3 separate regions of the Sus scrofa genome follow, and regions 1 and 2 are each linked to region 3. The links are chromatin contacts, called in public Hi-C and HiChIP or PLAC-seq maps. All regions are on one chromosome and are shown on one strand. Each heading gives the region's core, a stretch centred on a gene start, on an enhancer-like site or on the middle of the called end of the contact. The rest is flanking DNA. Distances are from core to core; before and after follow the strand shown. Region 1 holds the start of PPP1R15A (protein phosphatase 1 regulatory subunit 15A). Region 2 holds the start of SNRNP70 (U1 small nuclear ribonucleoprotein 70 kDa). Region 3 holds the start of FTL (ferritin light chain).

Region 1 (4,587 bases), core at 1,505-4,004, 59 kb after region 3:
AGCGAGACTGCTCCTTCCTCCCCACTGGGGCCCAGCCTCTTACAAAGGATTGCATTACAGGGGACAAGCCTCCCCGCAGAGCTCACGCGCAACCCTCTGCAACACGGGGGGACCCAGGAGTTCCAGCTCCCAGCCCTCTTCCCTGATGCTCAAGAATCTGAGCCCTCGGCACCCACCTTTCTGGTCTTTCGGGGAGGCTCTGGGTCCTGATGCCTGGCAGGGCTGGTGGGGGTTTCTGCGGGTTTGAGCCTCCGTTGCAAGCGGAGGGGCAGCCGGGAAGGAGCCCAGGGGGGTGGTGTCTTCTCTCCAGGTAAATAGATGGCCACTCGGAAGGGACAGGGCTCAGCTTCTTCCCGCTCTTCCGCAGCTTCCCCGCCCTCTGTTCCCTTCCCAGGCTGATACATCTGGTCCCTGCGGAGGGCACGCTGGGCCTGAAGGGATGGACTTGGTCCCCAGACAGCTGCTTCTGATTCCCCATCCTCTTCCTCCTCATCGTCGTCCTCCTCCTCCGTGTCCTCTCCGGGTCGATACACCCAGGCCCTCAGGAAGGCACTTGTGGGTGGGACGGAAGGAGGACCAGCTTCTCCTTCCTCCTCAGCTGCTCCTGCATCACTATCCCTGTCCTCCTCCTCCTCCTCTGTGTCCTCACCGGGTCGATACACCCAGGCTCTGAAGAAGGCACTTGGGTGCGGGCTGGAAGAGGGACCCTCAGCTTCTCTTTCCTCCTCAGCTTCTCCTTCCTCCTCAGCTGCTCCCTCGTCACTGTCCCCGTCTTCCTCCTCCTCCGTGTCCTCTCCGGGTCTGTACACCCAGGCCCTCAGGAAGGCATTTGTGAGTAGGTTGGAAGAAGGGCCCTCGGCTGCCCCCAGATCCCTGTCCTCATCCTTCTCTTCATCTTCCTCCTCTGAGATCTCCCTGGACTGATGCTGCCGGGTCCCGAGCAGGGGGCTCTGGGCTAGAATTGCGGAGTGGGGCTCTGGGCCAGCCTCTCGTTTCTCCACCTTTCTGTCCTCCTCCTCCTCAGGCTCCTCCCCTGAACAACACTCCCAGGCCCCGGGGTGGGAACCGAGGGATGAGGGGCAGGTGGAGGGCTTCGTGGCTGCTTTGTTCTCTGTTCTTTCTTCCTCTGTGGCTCCTTCCACTGCGCAGCACACCCAGGAGCGGGGCTGGGGTCCTGGAGCTGAGGGGGAGGTAGATGTTCTAGGAGCTTCTTTATTTACAGCTTCTCCAGCCTCCTCCTCCTCCTCCACTGCCACACCTGGACAACCCTCCCAGTGTGACAGAGGAAAAGCGAAGGTGATTATGTCTTTATCTTCAGTAACTGCTTCTTCCTGAGATTCTTCCTCCCCAGGAACGTCCTGCTGGGCTCTCATCAGAAGGCTGGGGGACAGGGGAGCAGGAAGGCCATCCATAAATTCACTTCCGGGCTCTCTAGGGACGCGGGTTGCTGCTTCCCCACCACGCTCATCATCTGAAAGTCCCCAGGTTTCCAAAAGCAAACACTTGGCTTCCAGGTCAGGGTAGCTCCCCCAGGATGCTTCTTCATCCTCCTCAGTTGCTCTCCTCTCTCCAGGCTCTTCTTGTGGCTGGGTGGCCAGAGAAGCCTTTGTGTCTCCCTCCAGGCCAGGTTCTCCCGCGTCTGCCCTGGTTACTGCCTCCACTAGCCAGGGCTCTGGAGGGCCTGGGCCCCTCAGGTGGCTCCAGGCCCGGCTGAGAAGGCCCATCAGCGGGGACAGGAGAAAGGAGTGGGTAGCCCTCCAGGGGGCAGGCTGGTGGGGCACTTGGCCTGGGGCCATCTTTGTCTGCTGGGGAAAAGGGAGAAAAAAAAGGAAACGAGTTTAGAAGCCATGGAGGGAATAGCATCAGAGAGTGACCTTGAGTCATAGCAACACAAATAGTAACACGAATAGTAACACAAACAGCAACCAGAGAGGCCCCGCCCCACATTCCTTTCTCATCCCAGCCACACCCATCTCTGTCCCTAGTTTCCCAGCCTCTCTCAACACCCAAGAGTCTGGATCATCACTCATTCCTTCCTTAGCCCAAAGGGCTCCCAGCCCCATTTCCTCTCTGACCCATTAAATTCTAGTCCCAGGAAGCAAGAACACAGGTCCTCTGCTTGCTTCCTCTGGGGACAAAGTCCTTGTCCCTTGCCTCTCTCATCCTCCTGAGGATTGAAAAATTAGGCGCCCACCATTCTCCTCCTTCCAAGACATAAAACTTCCGATCCCTAGATGGTGCCTTCTGGCTCCCAGACTCTTCCTCTGTCCGGCTCAGGACTCTAAGCTCCCAATTCCTTCTCCTGCCTAAGTCCGAGCCCTCGGGTCCGGCCTCGTCCCACCTCTCCAGAAAAAGGAGTTCAGGTTCCCAGGAGTCCTTAGGGCACAGGAGTCCGAGCTCCGAACACCCCTATCTCGGAACTCAGAAGTTCGAGCTCCCTCCTCGTTATTGACCAGGATTCTAGTCCTCCGCCCCCAAACCCCTAGGAACCTAGATGTTCCGACCCCCTCAACTCACCAGCTCGGGATTGCGCGTCACCCTGGGGGCAGGAGCGTCGGCTGGGGCTGCCACAAGCGATCGCAGTTCCGGACAGCTCGGGAGTCCAGAGCGTTCATTTCGCCCTCCGGCGTCGGGCTCGGGGACTCAAATTGTCACCGGCTGCTGCAAGCGTTGTCACGACGAATGGGCGCAAGGTCACACGGAGAAACAAATACAAACACACCGGCTAGCCACTTAGGACGTAAGGGTTGACGCGGTCCTCAGCGCTTTTATACACAAACGCAGCCGGACGTGGTGACGTCAGGAGAGGAGGCGGGGTTTCGAATCGTAATCGTGATGGACGAAACGGAAAACAAGGTTGGACTTCTCGCGGAGATTCCGGACTTTATGACGTCACGGCGGTATTTCTGAGCGTGGCCACGCCCTGAAGCAGGCGAGCTGCCAATCAAACTCATGAACTGGTTAGGTTTTGAGCGCGCGAGCTCAACCTCTGTTCCAGGCAAACGCCGTTACTCCCCGCCCCCAATTTAGCCAGCCGGCCCCAGGCTAGAGTCTTCCACCCTCCAGTCCAGTCGGCTTCCTATCCGGTGTGGGAAGGTATCATTATTTCCATTTCACAGATGGGGAAACTGAGTCTTGGGCATGAAATCACTTGCCCAAGGGTGGGCACAGCGGAGTCTATATTCATTGCAAAAGAGAAAGAGAATGTGTAAGGCCCCTGAAGGCAGGCGCTTTTCTTTGCTCACTGCCTGCGTGACACATAGTAGGTGCTCAACAAATACGCGGTGAGAAATACTGGACCAAAACCTCAGATCCCGTGCCTATCTCAGGCACAAGGCGCCACTCCTAGGCTCCACCTACTTCAAATTTATACAGAACCTCCGCTTACACAAATTGAAATTCTAGCTGGGTATCACCAACATCAAGGGAGTGGGGGGGCGGTCTTTTGCCCCAAATTCCAGGCCTAAGGACATGGTTTCAGTCCCTGGCACCCCACCACCAACCTGGTCTGCAATCCTGTACCTCAAAATACGCCCAGGACCCAGGCCTCCCTCCTGAGAGGGCATCATCCTCAGTCTAGACCGGAGTTCTCACCTGGATCTGAGGTGGAGATTGCCACTGGCCACTTGACCCTGCTCTTGCCAGAACCCAGCAATCTGGGGGCCGCCCTCTCTTCTCTGGAGGACTTGGACCCATCCACTGCAAGCCACACCTCCAGACCCCAGCTCCATTCTCAAGTCCTGACTCCTGGCTCACATTTTGTCAGGTACCCAGTAGTCTGAGCCCCTACCCCTCCCTTCCATTCCCAAGGCGCCAATCACCCAGGCTTCCGATCACAACCTGCCCCCTCAGGTCCTGGAGTCCAGGCCCAGCTCCTCTTCTCCAAACATGTAGGAATCCCAGCTTCAGCCTTGATGGGACCCGGTCCAGCAGGGACCTAAGAGCGTGTGGGTGGATGGGTGGGGTGGAGGTGGGAGGGTGGCCCCCAGCCCCCAGCCCCCAGCCCCCAGCCCCTCCCTTCAGCTGTGGGGGCAGCTGAGCCAGAGGTCAGGCTGTGGTGGGGAGGCCAAGAGGGGCGGGGTCAGCGGGGATTGGGAGCCGGGACAGCAGCGTGGGCGGCTGGCAGGGGGAAGGAAAGACCAGCAGAGGGGAAAGAGAAACTGGGAGAGCAGAGGAAGAGAGACAGTGAGAAGGAGCGTCCGGGAGAGAAGGAAACAGCAGACGTGGAGGGCCAGAGAGAGAGAGGGCGAGAGGGAGGGAACAGAAGGGAGACTTAAAGAGATTGTGAGCCCAGGAGAGGATTTGGACAGAAACAGAAAGACTGGGACAGAAAGTGATATAGGGGGTGGGGGAGCTGCGGACGAGAGGGTGTGTAAGGGAGAGACGGAAAGAGACAGAGGTTAGAGACAGCGAGAGGGACGGGAGGGGAGATTGCAGAGAGAGAGACGGGATAGAAGGAAGGGAGAGGGTGAGGCAGAGACAAAGAGACGGACAGGGTGGGAATGAGCAGGTGAGCAAGGAAGGCTGTGAGAGGCAGCCCCTAAGAGGCAGAGGAGGGGGACTGTGGCTGGGGGGGGGGTCCCTGCA
Region 2 (4,604 bases), core at 735-3,234, 57 kb before region 3:
CATTAAACAGTAACTGTCACATGACCACATCTGCCGCCAGCCTGTAACTACTGCATTGACTTAACTGGCTAGTCATATTTTCCAAATACCGGTTCACCGAGGCTGGCAAATACTACTATAGAGCCAACCTCCTGTCACCTCTGTACTAAACTTCTGCTCCACAACTTCCTTCACCTCCCCGTTCCCACCTGATGCCAGAACTTTCTTCTTCTGACTCCTGTGTGCCAGCACTTCTCGGGTGTCCGCCGATGCACCTCAACAGGTGGATGTTGTTAACCCAATTTCGAAAATGAAAAAACCGAGGCCCATGGGCCAAAGCCATTTATCTCTGTTCACCCTGCAGGTACAAAGCTGCAATTCTCAAGCCTGTGGTCTTCAATGCACCAATCACCAAGTGCTAACCCTTTACAAATTTCACCATATTAATGACCAAAATGGTCATTATACGTTAAGAAATAATTGATGTTTACTGACTGCTTGGCGTCAAGCCCCATAACGTTAAAAAAAAAAAAAAAACAAACAGTCAATTCTCCATCAAATTACATCAAAGACACTAATATTCCCTTGCTAAACATGGGGGGGAAAAAAATCACAGCAGTTAGAGGATACACCTCTTGCCCAAGATCATCACGCAACCGATAAATGGCGCACCAAGGACTACCTAACTCGAGAGTCTGAATCCTCAACTGGTAGTTACTGAATTTTCACAAAAGCCCTACAAGGGCTGTGTTACCAATCTAAGACAGGGAAACAGGATAAAAGCCACCTTCCTCAATCACACAGCTAGAAAATCGCCAGAGACCAGACTCCCCGATCCAGCCCACTCCAAGCCTCTTCAGTGAACTCACCTCAAACTCTCGGATGTAGGGCGCAATGCCACAGTAAGGTTGATTGTGGTGTTTTTCATGTGGCAGTTTCTCCAGGGGTGGCAGGTATGGGATGGGGTCACGGGGAGCAAAGAGGGCCAGAAGGTTGGGCGGCAGGAACTGGGTCATCGTGCCAAGTCTGAGAGCAGAAGCAGGACCATCTTATGTTAGGGTGGGCTGGGGAGATGAAGCCCCTATCAATCCCTTGCCTCCCAAGAAAAGAGAGAAACACGGACAAAAATCTCAAAGTCTCCTGTAAGGACACAGAGCGCGATCGATCCTTAATCACAGGGGCAAGCAGATTCTAGAGGGAGGGCTGTGTGAACGGGAGGGGAGGGGGAGGGCAAGAGAAGAGAAACAAAGACTGAAAACAGGTTTCCGAGCAGTGAAGTCCTGAGCAAGGAACTGCGGGGCTGAAGGTCCCTGGGGGCTTGTGGGGCATCAAGGATCCCGAGGAAGGAGGTCTAGGGCCGTGGCGGCTGGTGGTCCCGCACCTTGGATAAAAGGTTATAGGGGGAGGACCGCAAGAGGTCTCTGATCAGGAGAAGGGGTCAGTCATAAACAGCAAACCTCTCAAGCCAGGGGGTTGTGGGTAATAGATCTAGGCCCCGCAGGCGAAGTGGATTGTGGGTAAGGGTCCAGGACGGAAGGGAAGCGAGGACGAAAAAAGGCAACACAGCGCAAAGGCCTGTGGGTAAGTGACCGCTGAGGGCGGGGGAGGGGGACTATGGAAAAAGCCTAAGTGACCGGAGAACTCTGGGTAAGGCGTGCAAAAAGGTTCTGTGGTGGCGGTGGCGCGGGAAGACTGCCCGGCCCCGGGGAAGGGACTGGGATCCACCGCAGGGGCTTGTGGGTAGCGGCCCCGCACCCGGTAAGGCCACTCAGTCATACTCACCCGCCGCGCGGCGCCCTCCTCGGCCTGGCGACGGTCCAGGGGCTCGCGGCGGCCCCACAGCAGCAGGTACTCTAGCTCTAGCTTCGACTCAGACGGCGACCGCGTCTCTCAGTCTCTGTCGCCCGCCCAGCGCGCGCACCAGGCCACAGCTCACGAGCCCGCGCGGCCTCGGCTCGCGACAGGGGCAAGGGGTGGAACCAGCCTCAAATCCCTCCGCCGACCCTATTGCGCACGCGCCGCGCGAGTCAAGTGCAACCCACACACAGGAACCTTGGCGCCGCTGCGAGCACTGCGCACGCGCGAGGCCACTACCCCGCCTTCCGGCACCTTAAACTCCTTTGCCGCGGCGGGATGAAGGTCACAGTGCGCACGCGCGCTCCGCCCCAAGCGGTCCCCTTTCACCTCGCGCTCAGGGCTCCAACTGCCTCTGTCCGCGAGACTCTTGATGCTCCACGCCTTTTCTTACACACTTCCCGGATCTTGCGCGCATGCCTGTAACGTCTTTCACACTGAAATATCCTTCCGCCGCCTGGCAAAGAGTTCCTACGTGAACAGTGTGATTCCTTAACCTAGGAAATCAGTAACTGTTCATTGAGCGCCCAATGTGTGCGTGGCGTTGTTTGGGCTCTGGCGATATACCATGCGACTGAAGCGAAGTCTTTTCCTTTTTGGAGCTTACATTGTACTGAGGGAGACAATAAAGGCACTTAAAAAGATAAATTTCGGACGGTGGCCAACACAGTAAAGAAAAATAGGGCCGAGTACGGGAATGGGCGGGGATAGAGGGGTTATTTTAGAACTAGGTCCTTCTGGAGAAGGAGACTGATGGAAGGGAGATCTGGGCGGGTTTAACAGCAAGTGCAAAGGTCCTGAATTGGGGCGGAAAGTGGGAATCTCATGTTGGCTGAGAGAGCAGAGAGCTGGCGGATTATTTAGGGCCCTGTAGACCTGTAAGAAGTTAAAATATTTGAAGTTTGGGGAATAGATTCAATTGCCTGTTTGATAATAATTACAGAAATTACTACAAAATTTAAATGGCTAATATCATGCTACTTAAAAAAAATATCCTGAAGCGTTCTCTCGTGGCGCAGCAAGTTAAGAATGAGCATTGTTACTGCATTGGCTTGGGTTGCTGATGTGGAGCAGGTGCCACCTCTGGCCAGGGCACATCGACATGCCATGGGCATGGCTTAAAAAACAGATAACGTATACATAGACACGTTTGCTTTCTGTGTATATGTATGTGGGAACTCTGCACTATTTTTTGGAACTTTTCCATAATTCTAAAATTACTTCAAAATAAAAAGTTTGAAGAAAAATAAAGCTAATAATAATGTATTTTTTTTTAGTACCATTGGATAGTAAATGGCTGAGACACTGCACCTCTAAATGCTTCAGCATGTCTCCTAAGAATAATGGCATCCTCTGCCCAACAACACAGCTATTTTCACCTCTTAGAAAGTTTATCCAGCCCCTATTCAGATTTTCCCAGTTGACTCATGAGAACTCTATCTTAATCTGAAACAGGAGCCAGTCAATGTTCACGCGTTTATTTGGTTATCATGTCTCTCTCGCCTCTTTAACATAGAATAGACACACACACACACACACACACACACACACACACACACACACACACTGCGTTATGTTGTTGTTTTCCCCCGAGTTTGGTGTGCAGTCCTATGTCCTGCATTCTGACTTTGTCTGATTATTTCCTCGTGGAATTTAGTTCATTCCACTATCCCCATTTTGCCCATAAACTGGAAATTGAGTCTAAAGGTTTTCATAGACTGATATTGAACATTTTTGGCAAGAACATTACTCGGGTGATACTGCAGACTTTGTATTGCATCATGTCTGGTATTTCATCACATCTGGAAGTGCCTGATGTCAGATGGTCCTGGTATTATGATGCTGAGTTAGTCACCTGGTCAGGGTGCCAGCTACCAGATCTCTCCTGGCAAAGGTACATATTCTCCTTGGTAATCTGAGCAGTGGGACTTTGCTACTGTTCCCAAGCTCCTCTTATCCTGGTTGTAGCAGCCATTGCGGATCCTTGCCTGAATAAAGCGTTCCATGAGAGAGAGGGCAGATTTTATTGGAAATGAAATAGGAAGTTACTAATGGGTTTTGATCAAGAGACAGACAGACCTAATTTGCATTCTTTAAAAAAAAAAAGAACAGGAGTTCCCATCATGGCTCAGTGGTTAACGAATCCAACTAGGAACCATGAGGTTGTGGGTTCGATCCCTGGCCTTGCTCAGTGGGTTCAGGATCTGGCGTTGCCGTGAGCTGTGGTGTAGGTTGCAGACGCGCTTGGATCCCAGTTGCTGTGGCTCTGGCATAGGCTGGCGGCTACAGCTTTGATTAGACTCCTAGCCTGGGAAACCTCCATATGCCGCAGGAACGGCCCTAAAAAAGACCAAAAAAAAAAAAAAAGAAATAAAATATAGGGAGTTCCCGTCGTGGTGCAGTGGTTAACGAATCCGACTAGGAACCATGAGGTTGCGGGTTTGATCCCTGCCCTTGCTCAGTGGGTTAATGATCTGGCGTTGCCGTGAGCTGTGGTGTAGGTCGCAGATGCGGCTCGGATCCCGAGTTGCTGTGGCTCTGGCATAGGCCGGCAGCTACAGCTCCGATTAGACCCCTAGCCTGGGAACCTCCCATATGCCGCGGGAGCAGCCCAAGAAATGGCAAAAAGACAAAAATAAATAAATAAATAAAAATAAATAAAATATAAAGAAAGAAAGAAAGAACATTAGTGGAATATTGGTGAGATTCAAATAAGGTGTGTAACATTATTTGCTATTTTATTTTTATTTTTTTGGCTTTTTGGGGCCGCA
Region 3 (4,396 bases), core at 1,630-4,129:
AACATTTCTATTAGTGCCAAAAGCTTAGAGCATGTGTTCAGGACTGTGACTTCTGGACTTTGGCCCTTCTCTTCTCTGAATGACTCTTGCTTCTGAGAAAAAAATCTCAGTCCTAGTCTTCCCTCTGAACCAGTTGCTTTTCAGGGGAGTCAAAAGCTCGATTGTTAGAATTTGGACATGTGATCATCCTTCCCCTTGGCCACTGTCTTTGCCAGACACAGAAGTCCCCTCCCCCACCAGAATCACCAGGCTTGGTGCTGAGCCCACAAAAGAACTGATATCCAGTGGCCATTTCACCTACCAAAAACAGGATGGACCCAGCGGTTGCCTGCTAAGCTCTCCAGTTGCCATTTGGACAATTTCACATTCTGTTTCTGTGCTGAGCCAGCAGCTTTAGCTCAGTTCCTCTTTCATATCACGTGCCCCCAGCTGCTCAGAAGTGAGTCAGGTTTTACATAGAGTTGCCTTGGATCTGCGAGGCAGATCTTAAGAGGTCAGACCTGGGGGTGCCCCCTGGTTGCTATGGGCAATTTAGAGTAATTGCCTAGGAGTTCCCATCGTGGCTCAGTGGTTAACGAATCTGACTAGGAACCATGAGGTTGTGGCTTCGATCCCTGGGTTCCATCCCCAGCCTTACTCAGTGGGTTAAGGATCCAGCGTTGCCATGAGCTGTGGTGTGGGTCGCAAATGTGGCTTGGATCCCTAGTTGCTGTGGCTGTGGTGTAGGCCGGCTGCTACAGCTCCGATCAGACCCCTAGCCTGGACACCTCCATATGCTGCGGGTGTGGCCCTAGAAAAGGCAAGACAAAAAAAACAATTGCCTCCACTCACCCATATAATAAGGATCTCCAAGCAGCCTTAGGCCAGACCTGGGTGTGCTCCCTGGTTGCCATGGCCGATTTAGTTAATTGTCTCAATTCACCCATTTAATAAAGAAGCTCAGTCCTCCTTAACCTCTCAAGATTGAGTCAGTACTTTCAGAGGGTGGCAGTGCCTGGCAACATAATCACTCATCTGAACCAGTTTCCAGCTACTGTTATCTACCAAGCCCAGGTCTAAGTAGACCCTCCCTGGAATCTGGGCTCTACTATCTAGTTGGAGTAAGATGACAGCCCCCCAAAGCGAGAATCTGCTACTGCCATCTTGCCTTAAAAGACACAGCACCTTCTCTCTCGGGCCAGAAGCTTTGTGACAGTAGATCCCACCTCTTATTTCCCCCATTACACATACAAAACCAAAACGATCTGCTGCAAAAAGCTTTTATTGTTTCCATTTGGTCCAAGACTTGGGAGAGGGCTCCAGGGTGGTTAAGAATGGTGCCTCGTGGCTGCAGAAAGGGGCTTCCGGCAGAAGCCCAGGCACCAGAGGAGCGCCTCCAAGGCCCCTGGGCTCCAGAGATTCCTAGTCGTGCTTGAGTGTGAGCCTTTCGAAGAGGTACTCGCCCAGCCCAGCCTGGGACCAGAGAGCCTGCGCAGGTTGGTCAGGTGGTCGCCCATCTTCTTGATGAGCTTCACCTCCTCATCCAGGAAGTGGTTCTCCAGGAAGTCACAGAGCTGAGTGATAGAAGAGAAAATGTTACCATTTGTAAATCTAACAATGTGATGGATGGGGGAGGGAGGCTCAGAAGGCAATGAGCCCAATCAAACGTGGCCAAGGTTAACTATTAACTCAAGATGCAGGCTTCCTGCCAGGAAAGGTCTTGGGATGGATAGGGAGAAAATGGAGATACTCACGTGGGGGTCTGCGCGGGCAGAACCCAGCGCATGCAGATCCACAAGAGCCTGGTTCAGTCCCTTCTCCAAGTGAAGGGCGGCTTCCATAGCGTCCTGGGTTTTACCCCACTCATCTTGAGATGGTTTCTATACGGAAGGCAGAGACCGCTCAGTACTAACCACGCACACGCTGGAAAGGACTAAAAACTAATTTCCCAGTAGTGACGGGAGTTAGGGCTTAAGCCGAAAAAACGTCTAAGAGCTTAAATCGATCACCCTCAGTGTCTCACAACCTTACGCTCCAGGATACCACACGCTGCGGTCTGGACCGCCACTTCGTGGGGGAACTGAACCCGCCTCCGTTTCCAGCTGTAATACAACCACCCACACAAAACTGAACTCCATCTCCCAGAAGCCTACGCCGTGCCTGAACAGCCCTGGTCAAAGGGCTTCAAGCGCAGGGGCCGCTGGGAATCGTAGTCCGCTGCTCACACTGTTTACCTGCACGTCCTGGAAGAGGGCGCGGCCACCGCGCTGGTTTTGCATTTTCAAGAGACGCTCCGAACCCTCGCGCTTCTCCTCGGCCAATTCGCGAAAAAAATGACTCACGCCCTCCAGAGCCACATCGTCGCGGTTGAAATAGAAGCCCTGCGGGAAGAGAAGGCGTGAACAATGGTTAGCCGGAGGCGAGGCCGGGCTTGCGGACTCCGCCTTCCAACTACACAGTGGGACAAAGAAGGCCAGCGCGTGCGCAGAGGGTCAGAGGTGCGCAGCTAAGGGAAACTTGGGCCGGGGGCATCTTGGGGACCCTTACCAGAGAGAGGTAGGTGTAGGAGGCCTGCAGATGCATGTTGATCAGGCGGTTGACGAAGGCCTCCACCTCGGTGGAATAATTCTGACGAACCTGGGAGCTCATGGCTGGTCGGCAATAAGGAGCTAAGCTCAAAAAATGGTGTTGGCTGGTCCCGGAGACTGAAGATAGCTGAGAGGCGGAGTCCGAAGGTTGCGACTGGAAAAAAGGTTGGAGGGTAGTCGGAGGCTGGAGCAAGGGGCGTCCCTGGGTCTGTTCCGTCCAAACACTGTTGAAGCAAGAGACAGATCCGGGGGACCGCCGAGCACACTGCGAGTTTGTGGCCAGGGCGGCTCCTTTTATAGCGCGCGGGGAACCTGAGCAGTGGGGCGGTCGGGGAGAGGAGTCAGCCAATCTGCGGGGGCGGGAGGCTGGACTTGGAGCTCGCTCGTGACCAATCAGGAGCAGATAGGAGCCCCAGCCTCCCGCCCGGAGGTAGGGAAGTCACGCGCTCTGAGCGCGAGGTTGTTGTGAAAGGAGAAATCGCGGGATGGGGGGTTTCATGGGGAGCAAGGGTTCTGGGACTAAATCTGGGAAGTGAGAGAATTCTAGGGGTACTTCCTGGTAGTGAAAGATTAGTGAGAGCACTGGGAGCCCTGGAAAATAATGATTCTTGGTTCCTGAGGATGTCTCAGGAAAGTAGGTTGGATGCGGGGGTTGTGTCAGAGCGAGGACTTTTCTGGAGCCCTGGGGGTTCCTCAGAGGTGCAGAAACGTCCAGAGGAGTGGGGTTGCCCTGGGAGATAAGGGGTCGGGTTGGGGGGGGCCCTCGATCATTGGGAAGTTTGGAAGGCTGTGAGATATTTCTAGATACTTAGGGTGCTCTCTGTGAAATGGGTTGGCTGGGGCACCTGGAGACTTGGGGTTCACTCAAAAGTGAATTCGGAAGACCATGGAAGTCCCTATTTTTATGGAAACTTCCAGGGGGAAGTCTTGGGCCCTTGAGGTGATCTGCAAGATTAAAAGAGACAGTTGGAGAGCCCTGGGATTCAGCCTGGGAATAAGGGAGAGGGATGTTTCTGGAAGCCTAGTGGGATCTTCTTAAAGAGGTGGGGGCTCTTGGAGAGCCCTTTGGGAGCCCTCAAAAGATTGGGCCACTTGGAATCCTGTGGGGTTTTTTGAAAGCCCACTGTTTTTGTGGGAGCTGAGATGGAAAGGGGTGAAAGGACATTGGAACTTTGGAGGTTTCTCTGAGGTTGCATATCCTGGCTCCAAAGCAATCTCTCTGAAGCTGCCTCTGTCTTGCCTGACACATGCTCCTTCAAGATCACAGAGGTGGGGGAGTTCCCATCATGGCGCAGCAGAAACTATCCAACTAGGAATCATGAGGTTTCAGGTTCGGTCCCTGGTCTCGCTCAGTGGGTTAAGGATCTGGCGTTGCCCTGAGCTGTGGTGTAGGTCGCAGACCCAGCTCGGATCACAGCTGTAGCTGATTCACATCCTAGCCTGGGAACTTCCATATGCCACAGGTGCCAGCCCTAAGAAACAAACAAAAAGATCAGAGACAGGTGCTGAGGACTGGTGGCTGGGATGTCTGTCTTTAACTAAGGGACATTTTAAAATTGTGTCTGGTCCAGGTTGGTGCCTGGGTGGCAGTGCCAGCTCATACCAAGATTCTTGCCTTCAAGGAGCTCCTTGTTGTTGGGAGAAAGGAGAAACAAAGACAGGAACTTGACCCTATTTAGGCGCCCTTAATGCAGGCAGCTGGAGGCTGGGACAGGGGAGCTGGAACTGCTGGGGGTCGTCGGGTGGGGGAGGTCTGGGCCTGCCTCGCGGAGAAGCCTTTCCAAGCAGCCCAGGCAGGGCACCCCCTGATCAAGGGGGCTCCAGCCAGG

The links. Hi-C and Micro-C count contacts between places; a contact is called where the count stands out from the background. HiChIP or PLAC-seq counts read pairs in DNA pulled down with a chosen protein or histone mark.
Region 1: a contact with region 3 is called in an H3K27ac HiChIP or PLAC-seq map of alveolar macrophages. The contact joins the promoter of PPP1R15A here to the promoter of FTL in region 3. A contact is called at or near these places in 10 of 47 Hi-C or Micro-C datasets (blood, embryonic fibroblasts, epiblast stem cells and 5 more) and 2 of 2 datasets of contacts at active chromatin or transcription factors (alveolar macrophages and skeletal muscle).
Region 2: a Hi-C map of skeletal muscle shows a contact between it and region 3, with 2.3 times the contacts expected there. The contact joins the promoter of SNRNP70 here to the promoter of FTL in region 3. A contact is called at or near these places in 1 of 5 promoter capture datasets (liver), 12 of 47 Hi-C or Micro-C datasets (alveolar macrophages, embryonic fibroblasts, epiblast stem cells and 5 more) and 2 of 2 datasets of contacts at active chromatin or transcription factors (alveolar macrophages and skeletal muscle).

Annotation. Positions count from the first base shown.
Region 1 is chr6:54,170,205-54,174,791 of Sscrofa11.1, reverse strand. It overlaps PPP1R15A (protein phosphatase 1 regulatory subunit 15A), which reads right to left and starts at 2,754. Exons shown (of 3, transcript XM_005664689.3): 1 at 2,518-2,754; 2 at 177-1,805. The coding sequence starts at 1,796. It overlaps PLEKHA4 (pleckstrin homology domain-containing family A member 4), which reads left to right and starts at 4,131. Exons shown (of 21, transcript XM_013998606.2): 1 at 4,131-4,587.
Region 2 is chr6:54,285,734-54,290,337 of Sscrofa11.1, reverse strand. It overlaps SNRNP70 (U1 small nuclear ribonucleoprotein 70 kDa), which reads right to left and starts at 1,984. Exons shown (of 10, transcript XM_021094709.1): 1 at 1,762-1,984; 2 at 849-1,005. The coding sequence starts at 995. It also overlaps a transcript of NTF4 not described here.
Region 3 is chr6:54,229,604-54,233,999 of Sscrofa11.1, reverse strand. It overlaps FTL (ferritin light chain), which reads right to left and starts at 2,879. Exons shown (of 5, transcript NM_001244131.1): 1 at 2,527-2,879; 2 at 2,214-2,360; 3 at 1,734-1,859; 4 at 1,457-1,553; 5 at 1,244-1,454. The coding sequence starts at 2,628. The coding sequence ends at 1,402.